Linked DNA regions of Mus musculus: all the other regions are linked to region 2. Evidence: chromatin contacts called from public HiCAR-type, capture Hi-C and promoter capture Hi-C data. All regions are on one chromosome and are shown on one strand. Each heading gives the region's core, a stretch centred on a gene start, on an enhancer-like site or on the middle of the called end of the contact. The rest is flanking DNA. Distances are from core to core; before and after follow the strand shown.

What was found. Promoter capture Hi-C pulls out the DNA fragments that hold promoters and counts their contacts. HiCAR-type assays count read pairs that join an accessible place to other places. Capture Hi-C pulls out chosen DNA fragments and counts their contacts.
Region 1: a promoter capture Hi-C map of embryonic stem cells shows a contact between it and region 2, with 5 times the contacts expected there. The contact joins the promoter of Polr3b here to the enhancer-like site in region 2. A contact is called at or near these places in 8 of 39 promoter capture datasets (embryonic stem cells, hippocampal neurons, liver and 4 more) and 2 of 115 datasets of contacts at active chromatin or transcription factors (embryonic stem cells and large pre-B cells).
Region 3: a HiCAR-type map of embryonic stem cells shows a contact between it and region 2, with 4 times the contacts expected there. The contact joins the promoter of Platr7 here to the enhancer-like site in region 2. A contact is called at or near these places in 4 of 39 promoter capture datasets (cranial neural crest, embryonic stem cells, liver and 1 more) and 2 of 115 datasets of contacts at active chromatin or transcription factors (both in embryonic stem cells).
Region 4: a capture Hi-C map of embryonic stem cells shows a contact between it and region 2, with 2.6 times the contacts expected there. The contact joins two enhancer-like sites. A contact is called at or near these places in 1 of 115 datasets of contacts at active chromatin or transcription factors (embryonic stem cells) and 1 of 9 other capture datasets (embryonic stem cells).

The regions. Positions count from the first base shown.
Region 1 is chr10:84,620,331-84,624,892 of GRCm38.p6, reverse strand. Polr3b (polymerase (RNA) III (DNA directed) polypeptide B) reads right to left here and starts at 2,595. Exons shown (of 28, transcript NM_027423.2): 1 at 2,355-2,595. The coding sequence starts at 2,426. Gm17249 (a long non-coding RNA gene) reads left to right here and starts at 2,248. Exons shown (of 2, transcript XR_380645.4): 1 at 2,248-2,696; 2 at 3,435-4,370.
Region 2 is chr10:83,707,290-83,711,894 of GRCm38.p6, reverse strand. No RefSeq gene overlaps it. Among named protein-coding and RNA genes, the nearest start is that of 1500009L16Rik, 13 kb to the left of the region's middle. Within about 2 kb of position 1,699, at least 38 of the 459 cell types and tissues checked have an H3K27ac peak or open chromatin away from gene starts, as enhancers often do. A contact at or near this core is called in embryonic stem cells, where this site is marked.
Region 3 is chr10:84,550,695-84,555,214 of GRCm38.p6, reverse strand. Platr7 (pluripotency associated transcript 7) reads left to right here and starts at 1,877. Exons shown (of 4, transcript NR_040658.1): 1 at 1,877-1,955; 2 at 2,505-2,567.
Region 4 is chr10:84,380,292-84,384,622 of GRCm38.p6, reverse strand. It overlaps Nuak1 (NUAK family, SNF1-like kinase, 1), which reads left to right. Exons shown (of 7, transcript NM_001004363.2): 5 at 3,757-3,876. Among named protein-coding and RNA genes, the nearest start is that of Gm46201, 47 kb to the right of the region's middle. Within about 2 kb of position 1,277, at least 83 of the 459 cell types and tissues checked have an H3K27ac peak or open chromatin away from gene starts, as enhancers often do. A contact at or near this core is called in embryonic stem cells, where this site is marked.

The sequences.
Region 1 (4,562 bases), core at 1,346-3,845, 910 kb before region 2:
ACCCTTGCGTGTTTCTAACACCGCTGGCCCCTTTCCCTGGTCTTATTCTCTGTAGCAGGGTGCTCAGGCTTTGGCATTTTCTTTTTTCTGAATGAATGAACATAATGAATCATGTTACTTACTGCCTTTGCCAAAGAAGGCAAAGAATGGCACGGGAGACTCAGAAATTGACATTGCACTTACTCATATTGATTATTCCCATCTATGTAAGTGGGATAATAAACAGTAATGAACAGTACTTACTAGAGCAATAGTTTCGCGTGCTGAGTTAAATGAACAAATGCTATTTCCTTTTAGCTCAGCCTATTTTCTATTCAGCTCCACAACTTGTATTTTCTCTACAACTTTCTAGACAGGAGCTCTGGTTTATTTGAACTAATCATTTCTATTATATTTTTCCTTCATATTATACTGTGGTAGGAAAAGTTACTCAGGCTTTGGGGCTGGTTATTATTCATCGATGAGGTGAGCAAATACTAATCGACTATACTGAGTACTTATGGGGTAGTGTTTCAGCAACTTAAACAAGTAAACAGACTTGCCTCCTGACTTCAGAAGTCGTTAGCTTAATAGGGGCGACATGTAAGCAAATGGAATGACACTTGGTAGGTGCTATAACAGTATGCAGTGAGGTGGATTATTATAGATGCTAGGTATACTGCCATGACTGAGCATGGTGGTTGTATGAGGGAGGCATTCCAAATAAAGGGAGCCACTGTGTGCAAGCGCACAGGGTTGAAGGAGCTGGCAGGGTGGAGAACACTGAGGATGTCTATGCCTGCTATGAGTTAGACATGGTGAGGAAAGAAAGGTAGGTACATTGAAGAGGCTTAAGGTAGTGAATGAGGTGACAGCAGGTTCCAGTGAGCCAGTGCACCGTGGCTCAAAAGCTGAGTTAGGGCTGGGAAACACAGACAGAAGGACCAGAAAGCAGTGTAGTGGCCCATTTGGAAGACACCGAGAGTTCCAGCTCATGCTGCAATTAAGGACGATTGTGAGGAAGGTTCCTTACAGCAACACTGTAACACGACGCTGTGATCTACAAAACTCTCCCTGGAGAGCCATACCAAAAATATTAAAAGTAAAATAAAATAACACTCATAAAGCTTGGAGTTAAGTCTGCAGTTTTGGACTGGGCTACATTCTTAACTATCCTTTGCTGCATGGGCTGCAGGTCCTGTTGATTAGGAGTAGGGGAACACTGAGAAATAAGCCAAACACAAAGACAAATACTGTGTATTTTCCCTAAGAGGATCTTGGAACTCATTCTTCAAAGTCCCTGAGACAGTGAGGTTGTGATCCTACCACCTCTACATACCAAATGCTGAGATTAAAGTCGTGGGCCCCTACACCCTGTCATAGCAGGAATCAACCACGGGTGCTCTGGAAGAGCAACCAGTAGTCCTCAATCCCTGAGCCGCCCCTGGGTCCTAAGTCACTGATCAGGTCGCTCCCAATTAAACCCTTCAATGGTGCTTTACTATTCCCAGGGAGAAAGTCTAACACCTTCTAAGAGTTAACACATTTCAGAATCAGGAAGGCATCTTTTACTGCCCTCTTCCCCTAGCTCCACTAGATTTATTTGTTCCCCTGAAACAACTGATGGTGTGTCTGGGGTCATGTACAACCTGTTCCTCTGCCTGAATTTCTTCCTCGACCATCTTCAGTCCTAGATGTCCCTATTCTGTGCCAAAGATGTCAAGGTTCAGTGAGAATTTATATACCTTCTCAGGAAACAAAATCATGTCAATAACTGCACTTCCTTAGGCAGTTCACCGTGAAGCAATTATCCTTTAACTTTTAAGAATCTGATGAAAGCTATAGGGGCCCCTAAGAAAATACAAGATCAAAAATGGGGGACGAAGGGATAGTCAAGGTACTTAAACTAAACCTGCAGTCCAAAGAAACTGTGGAGTAAAAGGAAAATGATGACAAGGGTGAGATTCCCATTTACTTTTAGCACCAAAGCCGGCTATGGGACCTCAAGAACATTGCCTACGTTCTCAGGATCTCTGTGTCCTTCCAGGTGAGATCGGCAAGAAGATATTGGTTCCTGAGAGAATACACAAGGACCAATTCTTGCCAGTGCACACTTAAATTAGAAAAGCTTTACCCGAGAGCCATTCGCTAAGCTTCTAAACGTAGGACGCTACTGAGAGATCTGTACTTGCTGCTACAAACGCTCAAGAACCACACCTGGTAAAAGCTCACACACCCGGAGCTCCGAGCATGTGCAGAAGTTCTGAGCATGCGTAGAAGCCCAGGGACCCGCCCTCGTCATCCTGAAAACTCTCCCGGCAACGCCTCCTTAGTCGTCTCCAACCTCTTCCGCTGCCTGCGCTCACGGCACTTACCTCCACAGTCGGGATCGGCGCAGTCAGCTGCTCCGGAGTCAGGCTCCCGAACTCCTCGGCTAGAACATCCATTCCATTCACGGTAGAGGAAGAAGTCGGCAGAATGTTCACATCCGCCCGTGCGGCTCCAAGCAAGTAGCACGCGGAGAGTGGTGTGCGTTCTCCTCCGGTGTCCCCGTGGCGCTTGTTTACGGGGAGGCGTTTCAAAAGGTTCCGCCTGGTCAGGGCCTAACCTGCGGAGGAACCCGGAAGTGACCGAGCCGGATGTGGAAAACTACACCCACTGGTGTACTTCCGAGGTCTCGCCGGGCTAATCCTAGCCTCTTGACAGGCTCATTTCCAGTATCCCCAGAATGATTGAATACGGCAAAGTATAGTAGTTCTAACTGTATAACTAATCTGAAAAATGACTCGATAATACACATTAGTCACAACATGAACTTCTAAAGCAGAGATTTCAATTAACTCAGTCTAAACTGCTTGTATGTTGTGTAGTACAGAAGAGCAAAAGTCCTTGCTTAAATAATTGGTGGTACCTGCGTGTAATGAACAGGCATCAGCCGGGCGTGGTGGCGCACGCCTTTAATCCCAGCACTCGGGAGGCAGAGGCAGGCGGATTTCTGAGTTCGAGGCCAGCCTGGCCTACAAAGTGAGTTCCAGGACAGCCAGGGGGCAGTAAAAGATGCCTTCCTGATTCTGAAATGTGTTAACTCTTAGAAGGTGTTAGACTTTCTCCCTGGGAATAGTAAAGCACCATTGAAGGGTTTAAACGGGAGCGACCTGATCAGTGACTTAGGACCCAGGGGCGGCTCAGGGATTGAGGACTACTGGTTGCTCTTCCAGAGCACCTGGGGTTGATTCCTGCTATGACAGGGTGTAGGGGCCCACGACTTTAATCCCAGCATTTGGTATGTAGAGGTGGTAGGATCACAACCTCACTGTCTCAGGGAGTTTGAAGAATGAGGTCCAAGATCCTCTTAGGGAAAACCCAATAAATTATATTAGAATAGTTAATTAACGGTTTGGGGGAAAATATGTTTAAATCCTATGTCGATGAAATATACCTTAACAAAACACTAGAAGGAAACGTCAGAGGGACGGAGTTTGTTACCACTACACCGAATAAACGAAGGATTGCACATAATCCTCCCACGGCAGCACAGACACCTATAATCCCAGCATTTAGAAGCTAGAGGTAGGAGGGCATCCAGAAATTCAAGGGCATCCTTGGCTACCTAACAAGGTCGAGGCCAGCCTGGGCTACATGAAACCCTGTCTCCAAAGAAAAGGTAATGTATTAATAACATTGATTGGTGAAAGATTTCAAGGATGGCAACGGAGAAAGCATAAGAATTGCTAAAAGTTGTATTCCATTAATTTTTAAAAAATTAGATACACCTATAAAAAATCTCTATGAATAGTAAACACACAGTTGGTAGAAGACAAAAGGATTTGTCACTGAAATTGGAAATGAGTTCATGCAAGTCCAATGGTAAGAAAAATCCCATGGGAAGAAGAGGTAAAAGATGCCAACAGTTTTTAAATGAGTTTCAGTTTGGGAACATACAAAAATTGTGGAGATGGATGGTGTCACATGAGTGTGTACAATGCTCCTGGCCATTTAATAGTTGAACTATTTAATAGTTCACCTGTATAATTAGCACCATCTAATAATATGTGTTCTTTTTTTTTTTTAAACCTGGTCCAAGGTAATCTGCGTACAGAGTTAGCTAGTTAAATTTCAGTGCTTGTATCTAAACGTTGTGCTGATAGACTTCTGAAACTAAGTGAAGAAAGAAAGAAAAAAATTACAGGCCACCAAGATGGCTCAGTATGTTAAGTCACCTGCCACAAAGCTTGAAAAGCCGCGTTCAGCCCCCAAGACCCACATTGTAGAAGGAGAGAAGCAACTCTAAAGAGCTGTCCTCTGATCCCCATACTCACATGTAAGACAAATCATTTAAAACTAAGAATGATCAGCCCCCCCCCCCCTTAAATCCTTAAGATTTACTCAGAGAAACTACATTTGAATGGTCCCTGTGAGTTATTATACCAGAGAGCACCCTACTTAGTGTAGTCTGGAAGGGGTTGGGAAAGGGAGCTGAAGACTTGAGGACATCAAGTTTGGCTCAGGTGTGTCAGCTGTCTTCTACAAAGTCATCTTGGATTCCCACTATGAAGATGGTTCTACTGTAAACCAGATCACAG
Region 2 (4,605 bases), core at 450-2,949:
GGACCGCGGCGGCGTGTACAGGCTTAATGAGAACATCCTTTTCTGATTAGAAATGCTACAACAGATGTCAGAAAGCATAAAGGGACTTTAATATTAAACCACTGCAGGGTTTCCAAGCTTAAAGACCTTAAAATGAGTTTCTAGACATGTCTCAGGCTGCGAACTCTAGGCCAGAGCTTCCTTCTGAGCCCCATTCCTTTGTGTGTGTGTGTGTGTGTGTGTGTGTGTGTGTGTGTACATGCAAACATGGACACACTGATACTCTTGCAGATACATTTGCTTGTACACGTATGAAGGCCAGATGCTAGCATCAGATGTCTTCCTTGATCACTACACCCCTAAATTTTTTGAGACAGAGCTTCTCACAGAGCCTGGAGTTTGCCTTTTTCCATACATGGCCTAGCCCCTGAACCTTGGGATCCGCCTGGATCTGCTATCAGCCACAGCACTGGGTGCCTGGACTGTCTCCTCCAGCCCTAGAGTCCCCCATTCCTTACAGACTCAGTTTCCCCTCTCGATTTTCTTCAGCCCTCCTCACTCGAGCTTTGAAGCCGCAGTCAGAGCCAGCTGCTCCTGCCGACCGTGAGTCAGATTTCTCCCTGTGGTGCTTTATTTCCGCTGAAATCCAGTTTTCTGAATTCTCAGCAATAACCCCAGTGACTGCTCACAACATGCCCACCCCCAGAACAGGGCAGGCAATTACAGGCTCAGGACTTGGGGATCCACAGAGATAGTAGCCGCCACTGATGGTGGGCTGATCTCCAGTCATGGGTAGGACCTATGCAACAAAGGGCCTCAAGAACCAGATCTCCTGCGTTCAAATTCCAACCTCACCATCTACTAGAAAGTTACTTGGTCATTCTGTGACTCAGTTTCCCTATTTGTCAAGAGGGTAAATAAATACCTGCATCAGGTTGTTCTCTCAGAATTGGACAGGTTAGTAGAATTTGTCTTAATTTGTCTTATTGCTGTGAAGAGATACCATAACCAACTCTTCAAATATTCCCTCACTGGCAACTCTTATAAAGGCAAACATTTCACTGGGGCTGGCTTACAGTTTCAGTCCATTATCATCATAGTGGGAAGCATGGCAGCATCCAAGCAGACATGGTGCTGGAGGAGAAGCTAAATCTTGATCCAAAGGCAGCCAAGAGGAGGCTTAAGCATGGGATTCTCAAAGCCCACCCCTACAGTGACACACTTCCTCCAACAGGGCCGCACCTCCTCCAATAAGGCCACACTTCCTAATAGTGCCACTTCCCATGGACCAAACATATTCACATCACCACAAAGGTTGACTCTTAGCGTGCCCAGCACAGGGTAAATACCAGTGAGGATTTGGCTTAAGGAGAATCATATCATAGGGATACTGTTACCAATGTTAGCTGTTTTGTGTGGGGATTAAGCAGGGCCATAAGTCAGAGCAGAAGTGATAAATGTTCAGTCATTGGTCGTTGTCATTCGTGTATGACCTCAGGAAATTTAAATAAGGGATGGTTATTCTCACTCGTTTGGAAACAAACATTGTTATTGAGCCATAGCAGAATGCAGGGTATTGTGCTAAGTGACGGCCATTTCAAAAGACCAACTCTCAGGCTGCTGAGGAAACAGATATGGAATAAGGTATCCTCTGATACCCATGCACACAATCCCTCAGAGACCCACAGGAGGAGATGGTGACAGGGACACGGGGAAAATCTGGCAAGACTCCCTCCAGGAGGCCACACCAATTGAATGGGGTTAGCCAGATGGTACCGCATAGAGGAGATAGGCGTGGTACCCCTGGAGAGGAGGCAGCCACACCCTGCCTAACACCAGATGTTCTTTTTATCTTATTGCATCTGATCAGATCTTGCTTCCAAACATCTGTTATTGTTCCTGCCTCTGCCAAGATCAAGGCCCACCCCTGGGCAGGCACTGCCTTTCCTTGGTTTGGCCCTGCCTCCCTTTTCTGCACCTCCAGCCTTCCTGAGCTTCTGTAGTGACTATTACTATTAAAAGACATAGCCATGAGCAAGGCAACTCTTCTAAAGCACAACATTTAATTGGGGCTGGGTTACAGTTTCAGAAGATCTCAGTCCATTATCATCATGGCAGGAGACATAGCAGCGTGCTGGCTGACATGGTGCTGGAGAAGGAACTGAGAGCTTTACATCTTGATCTGAAGGCCACCTAAAGACTCTCCTGCCCTGGGCGGGGCTTAAGCAAAGGACCTCAAAGCCCACCCCACAGTGACACACTTCCTCCAACAAGGCTACTCCTCCTTCAATAAGGCCACACTTTCTAATAGTGCCACTTCCCATGGGCCAAACATGTCACACCACCACATATAGTGAGTGGGTCCTTCAAACACATATTTATGAGTACAACTGTGTTAGCACAAGAGTTCTTTCTTCATGTGATATCTTCTTTTACATCCCCTGGACAACTTTATCCCCAGATTTTGGCCAAGGGTTATGTGGTAAGTTGAATATGAAACGTCTCCCATAGGCTCGTGCTTTGTAAATGGCGGGTCTATTTTTGGAGGCCATGAACACTTTGAGGGTGTGGGCCTAATGGAAGGAAATGGGTCACTGGGTCAAATCCTCAGGGTTACCTTGTCTTTTCCTATTCAGTCTCCTCCCCTCCTCTTTCCCTTTCCCTCCCTTCCCCCCTCCTCTCCTCTCCTCTCCTCTCCTCTCCTCTCCCCTCCCCTCCCCTCCCCTCCCTTCCCCTCCCCTCCCCTCCAATGCTTCTGCCACCGGCCATCCCAGAAACCTGGAGTCATGTGACCATAGACTGAGTCCTTTGAACTATGACCCAAAAACAAACAAAAATTAAAAAATAAAAGCAAGCAAGCAAACAAACAAAAAGCCCAACTGTTCTGGTTTATTTAAGTCAGGCACTTTGTCATAGCACCAAAAAGCCAGCACAACTCATCAGCTATCCCCTCCCTGGCAAGTATTCTATCCAGGAAGAGCTAGCTCCTCCTCTCTCCAGATCCTGGCATACTCCGCACCACACAGTAGCAGCTTATTCTATTTATTTCCAGTCAGCCTCCGCCCTTAGTGAAAACATGAATCTTACAAGATAAAGGTTTTATTTGATTTTGCATCCCAGGACCCCCCAAACACATGGAAAAAGCTCAATTTGAGCTATTATTTTTCAGCTCAACAAATTTCTCCGAGTCCCAGTCAGTCCAGAGAGAATGTGTTAGAAGAAGTCAATAACCAAGGTAAAAAATTGTTCAAGCGATCCTGTAAGAGTGGAAAAAAGCAGTCGCTTGCTCATTCAGTGGCTCCTGACTTCCTATCTCCTTAGCATCCCACGCACTGGCTTTCTTTGAAACATATAACCAAGGAAAAAAAGCAATTGTAACAACTTTGTATACTTTCAGACTCCCAGATCCCTGTCAGATGCTCAGTCCTGGTACTTGGGCATCTCTGGCTGCTGAGCTGTTAAAACATGGCTGTGATTACAAAATAATAATGATGATGATGATGATAAACATAAACTGGAGAGTTGGCTCATCGATTAAGAGCACTGATTGTTCTTCCAAAGGTCCTGAGTTTAAATCCCCAGCAACCACATGGTGGCTCACAACCATCTATAATGAGATCTGATGCCCTCTTCTGGAGTGTCTGAAGACAGCTAGTGTACTTACATAAAATAAATAAATCCTTTTAAAAAAACACTCGGGAGGCAGAGGCAGGAGGATTTCTGAGTTCGAGGCCAGCCTGGTCTACAGAGTGAGTTCCAGGACAGCCAGGGCTATACAGAGAAACCCTGTCTCAAAAAAAAAAAAAAAAAGCCAACAACATAAACAAAATGAAATGGACATTAAGATCCCCACATGGTTGTGCTCACGTACAGTTTTTCTGCAAGTTGCTAGCCCAGCCTTTCACCTAGAACTTAGGTCAGTGGTTCTCAACCTGTGGGTCGCGACCCCTTTAACAGGGCTAACCTAAGACAATCAGAAAACACAGTGGTTTAAATTACAATTCATAACTATAACAATATTATGAATATTAACAAGTTATGAAGTAGCAACAAAAACAATTTTATGGTTGGGGGTCACCACAACCTGAGGAACTGGGGTCACGGGGTAGGAAGGGTGAGAACCGCTGTCTCCCACACTTCATTTCACCAGTGAAGATGATCCACTTTTCTCTCGTGTTTCCCTAAAAGGAGCATCAGTTTCTATCCACATTTGTAAGTCTATCCTTCTCTCTCTAGCCTTTCTCATTTCCCCGACTTATGGGTCATCTCTGATCGATCTCTCCATGATCTGGTTCCAGCTACTCCTGAGTATTTGCTTGATGTCTTCTGGAACCAACGACCTCCGGGGTGGGATATTTAGACCTCTGCTGTTCAGACCTCCTCATGCTTGCTACTTTGCGGGGAAAGCGTTCTCACAACCAACACAACCCACACAACCTTGTCGTGAGCAAATCCCCTTCGCCACTCATTTCTGCCAGGGTGTACTGCGTAGCCACGGGCCCCAAAGCCACCGACCTGACTAAACACGGACTATGAGCCTCGCGAACGCTCTCCTCCTGAGAGTCGGTTGATGTCAGATGTCACAGGGATGAGACTCTGACTAATGTGACCACAAATAACAGAAGA
Region 3 (4,520 bases), core at 628-3,127, 840 kb before region 2:
GGTGTGTGGCCACTTACCCAGTACCCTCACTAGAGGCCCTGGCCAATGGTTTTAGAGTTAAACTTCCAAAATCATGAACTAAGCAAACAACTCCCCTTTATTAAATTGGTTGCTATAGGTATTTCATTACAGTAACACAAAGTTAATGAATAAAAACAGGTAAAAAAGAAAAGAAAAGAGAAGAGAAGGGAAGGGAAGGGGAGGGGAGGGGAGGGGAGGGGAGGGGAGGGGAGAGGAGAGGAGAGGAGAGGAGAAGAGAAGAGAAGTTTGCTCTCTATAAACAGACCAAGAGGAACCGGTTCTGCTGCAGTGAATGCCCCTTTCATCCAACTAGGCACCTGCTGAGCCAGGAGGCTGGGACCAGTGTGAGCTGGAGAATTCCAGACTTGAGAGAATACAGACTTTAATCAAGTTCTTGCACACATGCATTTGCAAATGCACGTAGAGCAATGGGAGGGAGGAAGTGGGAGGGCCCAGGGAGGCACTCCACCCAGCAGAGCAGCCAAGGGGAACACATTTCCTAGCATCCGTGCCCCAGAGTTTGCTTTGGTTTGGTTTTCACGAGGCTATCTAAGTTCACTCTGAAGCTGTCTAAATTTCTCTTCAGTTCCCCAATGTCTCTGACCATATCTATGTATTTAGACTGCCTTCTAAGTGAGCGTGGGGGATGTTTCCATAGAGACTGAAGAAGGGCTGCTGTTCCATCTATAACAGTCTCCCCTAGGGCCTATGACCTCCAGGACCATAGGCTTTTGACCTTGTTTATAGTAGCAGACATGAATTTCCTCCTGTGGTGCAGGCCTCACAGCCAATCAGAGAGCAGTTGTTTGCTTTCATAGCATCATGTCACTATTGCCTGCATAGGCACATAGGACCAGAGACGGGAAGGTAGACCATCTCAATGTACAAGTTCATGGAGTCTGAAGTGGCTAGGATAGTAAACTTCAGAAAAGATGTTTCCAAGCAACTTGTGGAGATCTTGGGTAAGGCCTTAAATTTCCTCAGGACACTGATTTTGAAATTTTAGTGTGTTTTATCTCGTCATGTGGAGAGACTGAAGCTGGAAGGAAAGGGAGAAGGAAAGAGGGGAGAGAGAAGAGAGAAGGTGACCTTCCCTCCCCAGGCTGCAGAGAGGAACTGGTACAACTAGTTTATTGCACTTCACTTTACTGTCCTCTTAAGATAATTTCATTTTCAGAGAATTGTTTCATTTTTATTAACATATATTAATTATACATGTTAATGGCATCCAGTGTGACATTTCCACACATGCATGCAGTGTGCACTAATGAAACCCAACCTCTATTCACATCTCCCCCAACCTCTCTCTGTCCTGTCCTCTGTGTGTGTGATTGTGTATGTGTGTTATATGTGTGTGTAGTATGTAGGTATTTGCATGTGTGTGGACACACATGTGTGGAAACATGCACATGTATGCGTACATATGTGGAGCTTAAGGTTGATGTCTAGAATCAGTTTTAACCATTCTTTCACCATATTCTTTGAGGCAAGGGCTTTTAATCATATCCAGAGAGTACTGGTGGGAAACCTCGCTAGCTAGCTAGCTCTGGGGCTTCCTAGCTCATTTAGGAACAACAGTAGTAGCTTCTCCTCTAGGGCCTATGACCTCCTGGGCCATGGGCTTTTGACCTTGTTTACAGTAGCAGATATGAATTTCTTCCTGTGGTGCAGGCCTCAAGTCCAATCAGAGAGCAGTTGTTTACCTCTATAGCAACCATGCCATGACTGCATGCACAGGCATGTCTTGCCTGGCAGACCAATAGTATGGCATATAGTGTACACAGGTATGTAACACAGTTGGTAGCCTTAACAACTCCCCCATGCCCAAACCCCAGCCACCTGCACATCACTTTCCAGCACTATTGAAGAGAGCAAGTCAGGGGAGACATTCCAGCTCAATTCCAGCTCGGTTTCATCATGCTTACAACTACCAGGTGTGGTGTTTTCTGCAATAGGATCTTGTTGTGGACATTCTTATTTATGGCTGAATGATATTTTGTTGTGAACATAGATCACATTTTCTTTATCTATTAAAGGGCCCTTAGGGTCACTTAGTGTCTTAGCTATTATGAATACTGTCATGATTAAACATGGGCATGTAGACATCTTGTTGATACTCTGTTTTAGTTGTCTTTGGATATATACTCAAAAGTGGGAAAGCTAGGTCATATAAAGATCAAGATTTTAGGGAACCACAATGGGAGCTGGAGAGATGGCTCAGCGGTTAAGAGCACTGACTGCTCTTCCAGAGGTCCTGAGTTCAATTCCCAGCAACCACGTGGTGGTTCACAACCATCTGTAATGGGATCTGATGCCCTCGTCTGGTGTGTCTGAAGACAGCTATAGTGGACTCACATACATAAAATAAATAATAATTTTTAAAAATCTTAAAAATTAAGAATCACAATGGACATTCATTCTATATGTTTCTCTACCTTCTCTCTTTTGATGCTTACCACCTTTTTGGTTTTTGTTTTTGGTAGTCATTCTGAGAGGAGATAGAATCTCATTGTGGCTTGTATTTGCATTTCTCTGGGCTAAAGATGGTAAGTATTTTTTTCTATTAGTTCCAGACTTGTATTTCTTCTTTTGAAAAGTATCTGTTCAGATAATTTGCTTATTTAGAAACAGTGTTACCTAGATTTTGTTATCAGGTTGAAAATTGTGATTTTTTTTTTTAAGTGAAAGGTTTGGGAACCGTGCATCTTCCAAGGCAGGTCTACCAGTGCCATTTCCCGTAAAGCAGTTTACCAGAGCCATTTCCCATAAGGCATGTTCTCATTTAATTTTGTGTTACAATTTGGTTATTCTCATAATATTTCAAAATTTTCATCAATATTAGCGTGTTATGGGGCTCTGTGATTAGAGTCTTTGAAGATAATATTGTGAATGTCAAAATACCAACACTGACAGGAGCTCAGAAGACTGCAGACAGTATCATAGGATGTAGGCTCGGCTAAAACAGAGCCCGAGAGAATACTGAAAGCAGTTTCAGCCTGGGTAACATTCAATGAGCTAGCCAACCCTAACCCTGTGGTGGTCTGAATAGGTTTGCTGCCTCCCCCCACCCCCCTCTAGACTCATGTCTTTGAATGCTTGGCTCACAGGGAGTGGCACTATTAGGAGGTGTGGCCTTGTTAGAGGAAGTGTGTCACTGGGCTTTGAGGTTGGCTATGCTCAAGCTCTGCCCAGTGTGGAAATCAGAGCCTCTTCCTGGCTGCCTGTGGAAGAGTCTCCTGTTGCTGCCTTTGGATCAAGATGTAGAACTCTTGGCTCCTCCAGCATGGTGTCTGCCTGGACCCTGCCATGCTTCCTGCGGTTATGATAAGGGACTGAATGTCTGAAACTGTAAGCCAGTCCTAATGAAATATTTAAGAGTTGCCTTGGTCATGGTGCCTCTTCACTGCATGAAACCCTAACAAAGACAGCAACATTGCCTGCTGCAGAAGTGTCTGTTGTGAAAAGGAAGAGTCTCCATGACGTCCTACAAGGCTGGCTGTAAACTATGGGTCTAAATGAACCTTCCTTCATGAAACTGCTGTTGCCAGACATTCTATCACAGCAACAGGATCCCACTGGCAAGTTATTTGAAGAAATTAACACAGCTACTTCAACCTTCATCAACCACCACCCTGATAAGACAGTAGCCATCCACACTGTGTCAAGATCCCCACCAACACAGAAGGCTCTGGTGATTCATAGTGATTATCTTACTTGCTTAAACTGTTAGGCACTGTATGATTACACACTTGATGGGCTATGGCATGGTGTAAACATACATTGTGTGGACACTGAAGACCCAGTAAATCTTTACTAATTTATTTATTTTTAAATTTTATATGAATGTTTTGCCCACATGTATAACATAAGCCGGGTACATGTCTGGTGTGAATAGAGGTCAGAAGATGATGTTGGACTCCTGGAACTGTAGTTACATATGGTTGTGAACCCCGATGTGGGTGCTGGGAATTTAATCCAGGTCCTTAGCAAGAGCAACAAATGCTCTAAACCACTGAACCCTCAAACCCAGTAACTGTCGATTTAGTGTGAAAAGCTCTTTATTGCTTTTGTCTGTAACCTCCGAGATATGTCTGTGTGAGCCCTGCATGTGAGAGGAGGGGCAGACAACACAGAACAGTATAAAAGTCCACAAGTGTAGCAGATACCGCACAAGGGTTCAGAGACAAGTGACGAAGTTCCCCAAAATGAGATAAGCATTGAGAGGTGGGTCTACTACTCAAATGTTTATTTTCTTTCAATATGTAAACTTTTTGAAGATTTATTTATTTTATGTATATGAATACTGTCACTCTCTTCAGACACACCAGAAGAGGGCATCGGATCCATTACAGATGGTTGTGAGCCACCATGTGGTTGCAGGGAATTGAACTCAAGACCTCTGGAAGAGCAGCCAGTGCCCTTAGCTGCCGAGCCACCTCTCCAGCCCCCTCTATTAATCTGTAATTCTTTATATGTACAATTTTATATAAATTATTTAT
Region 4 (4,331 bases), core at 28-2,527, 670 kb before region 2:
CCCTCCATTCAGGTCTCTTCCACATGGAGGCCAGTTCTAAGGTGCAATGATTTTGGCATAGTTATGTTTAAATTTAGCCCTCACATGTTTTGTTGTTGTTTTTTTTCCTCCCCTGCACTCTTGTACATTTTGCCTTTTCTTAGGTTGATGGTGCTTGTATTTAGTTTGGGTCTCTTCGTAGAGTAGAATTTATTTAGGAAGGAAGCCTTAAGTAATGGCATTTGGTGGAAAACTAGTACCATAAACCAAAGAAAAGCTCACGAGTGAAATAATACAAACCAAATAGACGCATTCTTTTTTGTTTGATGTTGGTTGCTGCCCCAGGCTGTGAGACTAAGGCCAGTTGGTCCTCTCTGGTAAATGTGGAGATGTTTTAATTAGACCCTTGTGGCTTACCGCCTTCCTGACTCATGTCAAAGAAGAGAATAACTTCTTCATTTTGTGATTCAAACTAATTCACTTGCAAAACTGGCTCCTTGACCTTCTGTTTTCTATTGACAGTCCCTGGTGTTATAAGATGCACTTTCTCATGTGCTGTGAACTCAGTCACTTATCTGTGTTTAAAGACAAATGTGCCATTGCTGTTGTCTGTATATTTTGCATGTGCTTTATGACATTTAATTGTCATGACACCACAGGGGGAGAGGAGATTTTCACCCCCATTTTACAGATGAGAGAACTGAGGCTTCTGAGTGGATTCATACCCGCTAGTGTCTCCCCACTTAGCAATGGTTGACATAAGCTCCCTGTGGCATTAAAAATCCTAGAGTCTAGCAGCTCAGAGTCTGAGAACGCTGAGTGTGTGTTGATTAATATTGCGTTTCCGTTCAAGTGCCAAGAACATGGCCTAATCTGGATTTCTATTAATCTCATGTCCGCAGAAATGACAGTTTTACAGGGAGGCTGATAAACATCGGTCTGGGAGGATGGGAGTGGGGTGAAATATAAACACACAGCTCTAGACGCCTGCGAGGCAAGCAGAGATGCCCAGCCCTGGTGGAAGCTCCTGGGGCTGTCAACTGTGTGTACGTGCAATGGGTGTGCTCACACATGCGTTTAAAAGCTCCCACACGCCCCAGAACTTAGTGTAGTCTCAGAGCTGCAGCCCTAGCCAGAGGGAGGCTGAAGCCTCAGGACTCCTTGGAATCTCCAGAGCTGAAGCTGGTCCATTCTTTTGATTGACAGGGCGTGCTTTGTAAAAGCTTCCCACCAACTTCCTGAGAGGCAGTCTGGGGCCTTGATAAGCAAGTGGAATTCAGAGCGGTTGAGTGCAATCTGAGAGGGGGGTGGGGGATGCCTTCTCGGAGGGTGGCTGTGCACAGCTGCCTTGAATGACATTCCATTCATCCAAGGATGGCTCCTTTTTTAAAAACAAAAATAGGCCTATTCTAGGGGCTTCATTCAAAACAGCTTCTGTGGGTCTCAGCACCCGAGGCTCCCCAGCCCTGTGGATAGCCCCAGCTCCTTGCTAATGCTCAAGTGCAAATCAGGCTGGAGATGGTAGAGCACACAGCGGGTTCACCTTACAAGGCTGGCTAAGACTGACTGAAATCCACAGACCCTCCCGGGGCTGTGTGTGTCTGGGGCTGGAAGTGTGAGCGGTGCACACTTGTATGGCTGCCCAGTGGTCACATTTCTTTAGATGAGTAAATCCAACTCCCTAAATCTGTCTCCTTGTTTGGTAAGTGGAGTTCTTAAAGCACTGTGGTAAAATTGCCATAACATAAAATTGACCATTTTGAGCATTAAAAAGATTTAAATCTAATTTTAGTTAGGTGTCCTTATGACATTGGGCATAAAGTCTATTTATATTTTTTTTCTGTAAATACAGTTTTTTTAAATAGAATTGGATTAGAGAATTCATCAACACTGTACAATTGGGAGTTTGTGATACATGGCAGTTGGGGTTACTATTATTTTATATAACTATTAATTCCTTATACTTTTCAAAACATAATGCATGTTTCAGTGACAAGTTTACTTCTTGGCCAGGGGCAGCTGCTAAGGAGAGGGTGGTACAAAACTGTGGAAGCAGACACAGGGACTGAGAGTCTGGTAGAGAAGGCAGACATGTAGGCATGTGTAGTATGTACAGATGTGTCTATGTTTACATGTGTGTGTGTATACTGTATACGTGCAGGTATAAACACAATGCTCTGAAGGACCTGACATAACACCCTTTACAAAACTTAAGAGAGTGAGTGCACTAAGGAAGTGAGGTTAGATCAGACACTTACGGGGGATGTGCATGCTAGGGGGTGGATTCACACGCTCCACCTTATCGCAATCAGTGGTTCTCCTCTTATTCTCACAATATGTCTGGAAGACAGGATAGGGAGAGATCCTGGGTTTCTGTTTTCTGTCCCCATCCATGTCACGCAGATGGCGAGCGGGAGAGTTTAGGCTGAAATGTAATGATTTAATATTTGGTGCTCTGTGTGTTTCATCTTGAGTCAAATGAAGAAAAGGTGGCGGCAGCGGTGGTGGTGGTGGTGGTGGTGGTGGTGGAAGTCAGGATTCCCCACGGTGTGACACACATGCCATTGTGAGTGTAGTGACATGAATTGTCACTTGTTGCCTTTAGTCAGGACTGGTGACACACCTGTAGTCCCAGCAGGTCAAGCGACTGAAGCAGGAGAGCCACCAGATCATGCTCTACCTGCCTACAGAGTTAGACCAAGGCCTTTCTGAGAAACTTACTGAAATCCTGTCTTCAATTAACAGTAATAATGTGGGGGCTAAGTCCACTGTGCTTAGTCCCTAGTGCTACAGGGAAGGGAAGGCGAGAGTTAGAGAGTGTGGCTCAGTGGCACAGTGCTTGACTGATATCCCTAACAGTCTTCAATACAGTAAACCAAAACAATTCAAAAAGTCCACTTCCTCTTCCCTGAGATTTCACCTTCCATGGCCAATCAATCACCAGGAACCAAAATATCTTATGAAACATTCCAGAAGCAGTGTATCAGCTTTAGATTGTGTGCCATTCTGAGTGGTGTGACGTAGCCTTGCACCATCTGTCCGGATGGGAAGTGAGCCATCCATCTGTCCAGGCTATCCACATTGTATATGCTACCCACTCAACTGTTGCTTACCAGTTGTCCCATTTATCAAATTGACTGTTGTAATACCTGTGTACCTTAGGTGACCTTATTTTACTAAATCCTGGTACAAAGTTCAGGAACAGTGACACTGCTTGCTAATTTTATTGCAATAAAGTATATTGTTATAATTGTTCTGTTTTGTTATTATTTATTATTGCTAATCTCTTACTGTTTGACTTGTTGTAAACATACATGTTTAGAAAAATAAACCCATAGCAGATATAGAGGATAGTACTCTTGAAAGTTTTAGCATCCCTTGGCAACTTTGGAACATAATCCGTAGATAGGGTCTCCTCTGTACTTAGTGCTTGTTGGAAGCATCAAGTGGCAGATTTCGTGTAAGCTGTTGTAGTTGGGATGCTTTGGTTTACATGTGAAATGTCCCCCAAAGCCTCATGTGTTTGAACTCTTAGTCCCCAGTCAGTGGTTTTGTTTGGGGAGGAAATGGGTTATTAAGGACTTTGATGTTTTATACTTTAGCCATACTGGTATTGGATACTCTTGACTGCCATGGGAGATTTTTGTTTGATGCGGACTTTAGACTAGACACAGTGGTGGCCCACGTGTTCTCCTCTGCCCTGGGCAGTTTGAATCAGTTTGCAGACACTAGCGACTTCCCTCTAACAGATCTCCGGGGTCTCTCTTCTCTTTTCAGATTGCTGACTTTGGGCTCTCCAACCTGTACCAGAAGGACAAGTTCTTGCAAACATTTTGTGGGAGCCCACTCTATGCGTCGCCCGAGATTGTCAACGGCAGGCCTTACCGAGGGCCAGAGGTGAGCAGTCTGCTGATGTAGGGGATCAGAGAGCTGGAGGGACAGGGAGAAGGAGGGAAGCAAGAACTAGATCTAGGGAAGTGCTTAAAACCCCCAAAGGCCATGCAAAAGAAACTTGTCCTCCTTTGATTTATAGGAACAATAATATAGAGAGAGAGACCGGGAGAAGATGCTTGAAACCTTAGTAAGCCTTAGAGAGCAGGAGATAAAGATGCCTGTTCCAACGACCGGGCAGCTGCTTAGGATTTCTTTCTTCCCTCCCTCCCTCCCTCCCTCCCTCCTTCCCTCCCTCCCTCCCTCCCTTTCTTCCTTCCTTCCTTCTTCTTTCCTTCCCTTTCTTTCTTTCTTTCTTTCTTTCTTTCTTTCTTTCTTTCTTTCTTTCTTTCTTTCTTTCTTTCTCTCTCTCTCTCTCTCTCTCTCTCTCTCTCTCTCTCTCTCTCTTTCTCTCTTTCTTT